2 separate regions of the Mus musculus genome follow, and region 2 is linked to region 1. Evidence: chromatin contacts called from public promoter capture Hi-C data. All regions are on one chromosome and are shown on one strand. The core of a region is the stretch at or near the end of the contact, and the rest is flanking DNA. Distances in the headings are between cores, read along the strand shown.

Region 1 (4,695 bases), core at 607-3,106:
GTCCCTTCCATGTTCCAAGAACAGTCTGTTTCCAGGTCTGTCCCTATGATTCCTTATGCACCAACGCTCAGAACAAACATCTCTATAGTTTCCGGAGGTGACTAAGAGTCTGACAGTGTGCTATAGTCATTACATGGATGAAGTATGAAGTATGTGTGAAGTATGTATGGTTCAGTCTCTATCAACACACACACACACACACACACACACACACACACCGCTATAAAAGTATCACAACCATATCCTTCCAAAGAAACCAAAAGGGCAGTGTCGTGGGCAAGTGAGATAGTCTCTGTTCAAAGCTAGGGCTGCCTGGATCTTCAGGGGACCCCCCCCCCCCAGTTCCTGGAGTCCTAGTGGCTAGGAAATCAAACGGATTAAGCTGTTAACTGGCCAGGCAGCAGCCTGGACCCCTCAGGTTATGTCATGACAATTGCACAACTCTCAAGACATTTTCAAAAGAAACTATCAGGTCTCTTGTCCTTTGGGCTGTTGAGGTTGCGAGCCTCAGTTTCACTTTGGGACTCTAACAGCCTCAGACTTTTTGCAAGTTACAGGTACTTGAGGGTGGGGATGAAAAGGAAATGGAAACTCAAAATTGTAAAGCAACCCAGTTTTATTTTGGTTTTAGAGGCCAGCGGGAGCATGGCTCCACTCTGCAGGGGTTAGGTGTAAAATCCTTCCCTCCCCCGGGCCAGGGGCCCAGGGAAGGTAGGGGGTACGGAGAGATGGCTCCCTAGACCCAATCCGGTTAGTAGGCTGCTCGAGAAGGAAGGTCAGGCAGAGGCCTGTAATGGCTCAGATTGGGGCAAGGCGGCGGAAAGAGGGCACAGAATCCAAGAACGTGGAATCCGAAGGCTGGTTCAGTTCCCTCCATTAGACCGCTGAGGCTTGGGTATGAGAAGCGAGACCCAACTGTCATCTGGCAGGAGGCAGAGCCTGGAGGCAAGGCAGGTGTTCTCGGCTGGAGCCGTCTCGGCACGAAAACCAGGCGCCTCCACCCTCACGGAGGGTGTGTGGGAGCCGGGCCACCGGGCGCAAGGTCCCGTGTCTCTGGGTGGTGGCTCTCAACAGCTCACCGAGCCGGCGGCCGGCGCTGACCCCAGGTCTGAGAAGCAATCGAACTCGCTCTGGCCGAGGAAGAGCTCCGGCAGCTCGCGTACGCGGTGCAACCCGAGCTCGAGTTCCAGCGACGTCAGCGCCTCTTCGTCGATGAGCTCGGTGTCCATGCAGCCCAGGGCGGGTGGCGGCGGCGGCGGCGGCAACGAGGCTGCGGCTCCGGGCGCCGGCTGCAGAGGTGAGGGCCCTCCAGCGGCTGCCGGGGGCGCCGGGATGCGGCCCGGGGACGGTGTGGCTGCAGACTGCAGGTGCGTGCTACCGGCGCCCGGCGACTGCGAGACGGGGAAGGGCTGGAAAGAGACCGGCGACCCGAAGGAGCCGTATGCCAGGGTCCCGGGTGGCGGCGGCGGTCCCAGCGGAGCCCCCCGCGGCCGCAGACCGCTGTCCATGCCCGGGCCTGCGTATGGCTGCAGAGTCCGGGGAGCGTGCGGGCCGTGGGTGTGCGGCGGCACCTGTAGCAGGCAGTAGCCCTCGGCGAGCATCAGGTGGTCGGCCATAGCAGCTGGCGGACAGTCAGGGCACGCCCCGGGTCTCGGCCAGCGGCTCCTCTTGGGCGGGAGACCCGGGCACTGTGCAGTCCCTGCAACTCAACCAGGCAGAGGAAGAATAAATCGGATTCGTTCACTGTCTCACCCGGGTCTCCCGGATCTCCTCTCTTCTGCGCTGCCCACAGCAGTAGTTGCAGGCCGCAAAAGAAACAGACAGCCCAAGGGTTCCCAGGCTTTCGCGCAGTGCCTTGAAGTCCGGAGATTTTTTATACCAAGAGGCGGGAACGCCACGCCCACTCTCTGTCATTGGCTGGATGAATCCCTTCTGGGCGGGTCGTGAACCTGTCCAAGAAGGTATTGGTCCCGCCCCCTACCAGAGCTCCGCCCTTTGGGCCTGCAAGGGCGTCCCAGGATGCAGGCACTTTGGTAGGGCTGGGTGGTTGACATTTTTCTGGGGCTTGGTCAGGCCTTCGAGGTACTGGTTAAGAGGGGGTATGGGAGTAGCTTGAATTTGCCAGATGAGGTGAGAGGGCCAGTTCCTGTAGTTTCAGGATCTTGGCGTCACTCAATTTACTATTTTTTCGGACTGAGCCTCAGAGGCAGGAGAGATTTCCTGGAAACACACAGTAAATAAAGCCTTTAAGATTCAAACCCGGAACTTTGTATTGCACTTCAGCGAAGTGCAATGTCCTTTGAAGAGGTCAGCTCTCTGTTCCTACAATCCCCAGGGAGCCAATTGCTCCTTCTCTCTGGTTCACACTGTGCTGTCTGTTGAAGCTTGTCCTGAGTTGTTATTAAAGTAATTTATGGGCATGTCTCCTGAAGGACTTGTTCATCTTCTTACCCTCAGCATTTGGCCCGCAGCCTGGTTCAGAGCTGGCTTTCTGTAAAAGTGGAATGAATGAGCAAATGATGGCGTGAATTGCAGCTCATTCACCAAACTGCGGCTTTCTCCTCCGTAGGATGCTGGCCAGAGTAGCAGAGACCACAAGCGCCTATGGTGAAAGTTAGCTGAGGCTCTGTGTGTGTGTGTGTGTGTGTGTGTGTGTGTGTGTGTGTGTGTATAGAGCCCTCCATAGTGCCTGGCACATACATATGTATTAAATGTTCTTTAATCTAGTGAAAGGTTGGCTATAAGGCTGGCTCTAATGATCACCCAATGGGGGATTTCCAAAGCTTCTTTGAATCACAATAATCCTAACTTGGAGCTTTAGAGTGCTCTACATTCTACAAGTGCCTTTCTGGGGTAGGGTATGAATTTTTAGCCCTATTTTGCAGATAAGAAGACTAAGGCACCAAAGGAAAATGAGGCTGTGCAGAGGCTGTATGCAAATAGTCATTCCTATATGCAACAAGCTCTTTGAGCCACAGGCATGCCGGGGACGGTTTCCTGGAGCCTGACTTACACATGTTGGCTTTCCCCTCCTCAGGCTCCCCTCCCCCCTGCAGCAGCCTCTGGCCTTCCTGGAACTTTGGTTTATCTAGCTGGTGTAGAGGGGAGAAGTTTAGCAGCCGAGTTCAGAGGCCCAAGTTCTAATCATAGCTCTGCCACCTGCAGGGGCGTTGGGTGGGGGCTGGGGGGGCATCACTTGATTCCATAGGGCCTCTGCTTTCTGCTGTGAAAGGAAGTTGGTGGTCCTAGTCTAGTATAATGAAAGCCTTGGGCTATCTCTTTTTCTCCAGATAGGGCTCCACACAGAAATTCTTAAACCTGACTGTTAGGGGGAACCCTAACCTTCTGACTCAGAAGGTTAACACTGAGATGTTTGTTTGTTTGTTTGTTTGTTTGTTTTAGGCAGAGCCTTGCTGTGTAACCCAGGCTGGTCTTGAAGCTGATATTATTGTCGTTCAGCCTTCCTAGTGCTTAGACTGTGGGTGGTTTGGAATCATAAGACTATGTTTTTAAAAAAAATCACCCTGACATAGCTGGTCTAAGGACACCATCGTTTGGCAGTGGTTACATCACAAGACAGTTTTGCTTTTAGAAAAAAGTGTGTGTGTGTGTGTGTGTGTGTGTGTGTGTGTGAATAATGCTTTAAAAAGTTATCTAATCTGGGGCTGGAGAAATGGCTCACCACTTAAGAGAGCTTGCTGTTCCTCCAGATGGCCTGAGTTTGGTTCCCACTGTTCATACTGGGCAGCTCACAACCACCTTTAATGCCAGCTTCAGATGATCCAATAGCTTCTTTTTACTTTTGTGGGTACCCACATACACATCTCACACAAACATACACAAATCAAAATTTAAAATAAGATTTTTGAAGTTCTTTAGCGCGTTTGGTGCATTAACTGACAACTAACAATTCACTGGGAGACGGTGGAGGAGCCTACTTCCATCAAGGGCTTGCTATACAAACTTGGGGGCTTGAGTTTGGATTCCCAACATCCACATAAAAAGCTGAGGTGTCCAGGGATCCACCCCATAATCAGCTTCCAAACGCTGACACCATTGCATACACTAGCAAGATTTTATCGAAAGGACCCAGATGTAGCTGTCTCTTGTGAGACTAGGCCGGGGCCTAGCAAACACAGAAGTGGATGCTCACAGTCAGCTATTTTGGATCACAGGGCTCCCAATGGAGGAGCTAGAGAAAGTACCCAAGGAGCTAAAGGGATCTGCAACCCTATAGGTGGAACAACAATATGAACTAACCAGTACCCCGGAGCTCTTGACTCTAGCTGCATATGTATCAAAAGATGGCCTAGTCGGCCATCACTGCAAAGAGAGGCCCATTGGACACACAAACTGTATATGCCCCAGTACAGGGGAACGCCAGGGCCAAAAAAATGGGAATGGGTGGGTAGGGAAGTGGGGGGAAGGGTATGGGGGACTTTTGGGACAGCATTGGAAATGTAATTGAGGAAAATATGTAATAAAAAATATTTTAAAAAAAAAGCTGAGGTGTCGGGCTGGCGAGATGGCTCAGCGGTTAAGAGCGCCGACTGAGTTCAAATCCCAGCAACCACATGGTGGCTCACAACCATCCATAACGAAATCTAATGCCCTCTTCTGGAGTGTCTGAAGATAGCTACAGTGTACTTACATATAATAAATAAATAAAATTTAAAAAAATAAAAAGCTGAGGTG
Region 2 (4,695 bases), core at 690-3,189, 550 kb before region 1:
CCAAAATTGACTTGGAGAAGAAAGGGTTTGTGTGGCTTACATGTCCCAGTCCCAGGTGATCATTGAGGGATCTATTCCTGCACAAACATGACCAAGAAGCAGTTGGGGAGGAAAGGGTTTATTCAGCTTACATTTCCACATTGCTGTTCATCACTGAAAGAAGTCACGACTGGACCTCAAGCAGGTCAGGGAGCAGGAGCAGGAGCAGATGCAGATGCAGATGCAGATGCAGATGCAGATGCAGAGGCCATGGAGGGATGTTACTTACTGGCTTGCTTCCCCTGGCTTACTCAGCCTGTTCTCTTATAGAACCAAGACTACCAGCCCAGAGATGGCACCACCCATAAGGGGACCTCCCCCCTTGATCACTAATTGAGAAAATGCTTTGCAGCTGGGTCTCATGGAAGCATTTCCCCAACTGAAGCTCCTTTCTCTGTGATAGCTCCAGCCTGTGTCAAGTTGACACAAAATTAGCCAGTACAGATGCCATAGCAGTAACTCAAGCAGGAGCAGAGGCAGGAACTGTGGGGAAAACGCTTCTCACTGATTTGCTTCTATGCTCAGATGCTGTCCCTTGCTTATCCCTCCCAGTACCATCTGCCCAGGGGTAATACCACCCACAGTGGGCTGGGCCATCCCACGTCAGTCAACAAACAAAACATGTCATGGACATGCCTACAGGGATCAGTGGGATGGAGGCACCTCTCAGTTGAGGTTCCCTCCTCCCAAGTGACTCTGGTTTTGTATTAAAGTCACAAACAACTGACCAATCAGCACAATGGCTCATATTTCATGGAGGGGAAAGCAACATTTAGGTCATAACTCTCAAATCTCCCATTATCAAATTATACATTTACCTTCATCTAGACCCATTGTTTATAGAGTTCCTCCAGTTGAAGTGAGGGTATCCCTCATTTGTATACTAGACCAAACATCTTATGTTCTGGATTTTATATATATATATATATATATATGTATATATATATATATACATATATATATATATATATAATGTATGTGTATATACACACACACACACACACATATACATATACACACACACATATATACATATTTTTTTCTTGTTTTCACCACTTCATCTACTGGGCTCCAGCCACACCATTTTGCCATTCTCCCTTTTCTTCTCTGTTCTTCTTTGCATTTCTTTCTTGTCCCCTCCCACTAATACCTGGAACTCATGATCCTCCTGTCTCAGTCTCTCAAGTGCTGGATTACAGTGGCTTTGCCTTGGCTGTCCTGGAACTCGCTCTATATACCAGTCTGGCTTCTAACCCACAGAGATCCAGCCTGTCTCTGCACACCTCCAGTCGCAGCACTTGGGAGGCAGAGGCAGGTGAACTTTTAAGTTTGAGGCCAGCCTGATCTGCAATGTGAGTTACAGGACAGCTAGTCCTACACAGGGAATCCTTGTCTTGAAAACAACTTTTTAAAAGTCCCCCCCCCCCCCTTTTTAGTAGAATCGTCTCAACGCCATATATTTTGACCAATCCTTTTTCCAGCGACTAGTAATGCCATTCCCATTTTAAACCAAATTCCCTTCAGTTTGTTTTCAGGTCGGCCTAACAATCTTTATTTTCCTCCAACCGGGGATGCTTTTCTCCGAGCTTCTTTCTGGGCTGCCTTTCCCTTGCTCTTCGGTTCGCTGCTCCGCAGACATCTCTCTCATATCTCCATTGTCTCTAGGCCCTTTGCGCTCCTCGACTCTGAAGGGCCTGTAGAACCCAGGGCCGCTAGAATCTCGCCGTTGCTAGGCTGTTGCTAGGGCGGTTGCGGTGGAGACTTCTGAGAGGACCAACATTCGGCGTCCTAGTGACGGATAAAGTTGGCGCCAGCGTCGCCAGGGGGGTGCGTCACTAACACGGGCGATTGGGGGCGGGGCCAGGCGGAGTCACGTGGTTTGGTTGCCTACGCGCTGCTGGGCCGTGGGAAGATGGCGGACGGAAAGGGAGACGCCACGGCCGCCGCCGGGGCCGGGGCTGGGGCTGAGGCTCCGGCGGTGGCGGGAGCCGAAGTCGAGACTGAGTCCATGGCTCGGGGTCATCGCCCTGCATCTCCGGCGTCGGGAGCGCCGGGCCTACGACCGTGTCTCTGGCAGCTGGAGACCGAGCTGAGGGAGCAGGAGGTGTCCGAGGTCTCATCTTTGAGCTACTGCCGGAGCTTCTGCCAGGTGAGGGGTGGACTAGATGGCCGAGGGTGGAGGGGCGGGGAGGCCGGGAGAAGAGACTCGGGATCCGCCTCAACAGCCGGGGGCTTCGCGGGGAAAAACGCCACCCCCGTATCTCGCCGCGCCCCCGGGCCGGGCAGGCCCAGCTCTGCCGTAACCCGACTTCAGTCACTGCCCGGGCGGATTGCGCTGGGCGGTCCTGAGCCCAGAGAGCTCCCTGCAAGGGCTGTGCCCTGTCGCTGTTGCCTGGGTCCTGGCCGGGTGGTTGGAGCGCCACTGCCCCCCTGAGGGATCGATTGCCAGTTCCTGCAGGGAGATGCTTTTTTTTTTGAGTGGTGTGCTGATCTCCAAACTGAAAAACCTTGTTTTTCTGAACAATCAGGAGAGGTGGGCTCTGACCAGAGACTTATCTTTAAAGTCACATCTTTTGGCTTCCCTAAGATACGACGGTTGGTCTTGGATGGCGTCTGGAGCTTTCTGATTAGGGAATACTGAGCCGGTTGATTGGTTTTTGTGGGGTGTTTGTTTGTTTGTTTGTTTTTGCCACTGTGGGCGGGTGTGAAAAGATATGTTTATGCCATTCTTTGACCTGTTTTGTATTCATCTGCTGGTTGTACTACTAGGAATGGAGCCTGGTAGCTCTGTAATGGAGATTAGTCTGAGTGGAAGAGGTCGGGAGAGAGATATAGAGAATGGCCTCTTTGGCAGTCGGGTGATTGATCGTTTCTGTGCGGGTCCCAATCTGTGGGGCTACATGCTGACAGATGTGATTTTAAGTTTGGTCTCCGTGACCACGTTGCAGTTTTTTTTCTATGTTTTCGAGTGTCTTCCAAGTGTAAATGCTTGCCGTCATTGTTTCTGCATCTGGTACTTAGACTATCAGGTTTCTGCCATCCCTTTGCTCCTCATTTGGAGTACCTTAGAGAATAGAAAATAATCGAGGTATGTTGGTACGTGGACTCTTAATGAGCAATTGAGTGCTGAAAAGATTGTGGAGTTAGAAAGTTGTAGTTGGAGTAGTGAGCAATCTGCTTTGTTGGTCCTGGGCAGAATTAGTTGTCTCTGTTGAGTTCATTTGTATCCCACTCTTTGACCCAGAACTTCGTCTATTTGGAATTTTTCTCTGCTAATATTTTCTATACATTAGATCATGTCAGTTCTTGTGTGCACAATCGTCAGCATTCTCATTATTGTCTACTAATAATGATCACTCTTATTTAGGGCAGGCATGTATTCCACAGATTTTTTCCAACCCTTAGAATGGTGCCAGGAAGACTTATGGAAGTTGAAGGGCGTCTTGGGCATTATAATGGACTCCCAGGCTAGGCTTACAGTGTGATATTCCTCTCTCAAATAGACATTTCATACCACCCCCCAAAAAGAAATGACAGAATTAATTAGTGCAGTTTTGGTAGTGATGAGAAAAAAATGTCACGCAGAGGGTGTAAGGAGACTTCATGGGACAGCCTAGTGAGAATGACAGAAAAAAAATGGATGTAATGTGTGTTGAGAACTGGGAGAAGCCACTTTGGGTAGGGTAGAGCCTCAGACTTACAGGATATAATTGAATCCTAGGAGGGCCTGGAGCAAGAGTGACAGAGGTAGAGATGAGAGGGAACACAGAATGCTGTGGGACAGGAGGGAAGTAATTGCAGGGAGAGTGGAAGTAGGAAAACAACTGTGGATTTTGAACAGAGCTTTGAAGTTTACATTATCTGCCAGCAAAACATTAAAGGGTGACTGTAGCCAGTCAGATCGGATTGTCAGAATATACTGTACAGAAGTAGTGTGGGAAAATTGGACCATTAATTAGACTAGTTGAATAGTTTTCTTGGTTCCCTCTTTCCCCCCTCTGTGTATCCTTGGATGCCCAGGAACTAACTCTTTAGACCAAGCTCACCTTAAACCTCCGCCTGCCTCTGCTCTAGAGAACTGAGATTAGATATGTGTCACCGGTGCCTGACATTGGTTCCACATTGGAAAGGCAGAATACAAAATCTTTTATTGTATGACTGAATCAGAAGATGAAAAGCTGGGAGCACATAATACATAAAGATTGGTGGCTGGTAGTGCATTAAAGAAAAGGGCTGACTGTGCTCCTCCAGTGGTCACTGTTACAGATTGTTCTCAACAGGTATTCAGAAATATCATCCTAGCCTGAGTGTGGTGGGACATACTTTAATCTCAGCATTCTTGAGACAGAGGTGGGGCAAGTGGGCCTCTGAGTTTAAGGCCAGCTTGGTCTATGTGGTAAGTTCCAAGCCATCCAGGTCTATACAGTAAGACCTTATCTCAAAGAAAAGAGAAGAAATGTTATAAAAACTTAAATTGTACCTACTGTTATAACATTTCTTATATGCTGTTATCATATAAGAAATATGTCTATCTCAAGCCAGCCTTTAATCTCAGGAGGCAGACAGGGGAATCTCTGTGAGTTCCAGAACATCCTGGTCTACCTAGTGTGCGTTCAGGACAGCTAGAAATACATAGTGAGACCCTCTCTTTAAAAA

What was found. Promoter capture Hi-C pulls out the DNA fragments that hold promoters and counts their contacts.
Region 2: a promoter capture Hi-C map of pre-B cells shows a contact between it and region 1, with 2.9 times the contacts expected there. The contact joins the promoter of Rlf here to the promoter of Cited4 in region 1. A contact is called at or near these places in 1 of 39 promoter capture datasets (pre-B cells) and 2 of 484 Hi-C or Micro-C datasets (cortical neurons and pro-B cells).

The regions. Positions count from the first base shown.
Region 1 is chr4:120,663,724-120,668,418 of GRCm38.p6, reverse strand. Cited4 (Cbp/p300-interacting transactivator, with Glu/Asp-rich carboxy-terminal domain, 4) reads right to left here and starts at 1,856. Exons shown (of 1, transcript NM_019563.2): 1 at 599-1,856. The coding sequence starts at 1,616. The coding sequence ends at 1,068.
Region 2 is chr4:121,212,328-121,217,022 of GRCm38.p6, reverse strand. It overlaps Rlf (rearranged L-myc fusion sequence), which reads left to right and starts at 1,939. Exons shown (of 8, transcript NM_001346660.1): 1 at 1,939-2,188. The coding sequence starts at 1,952.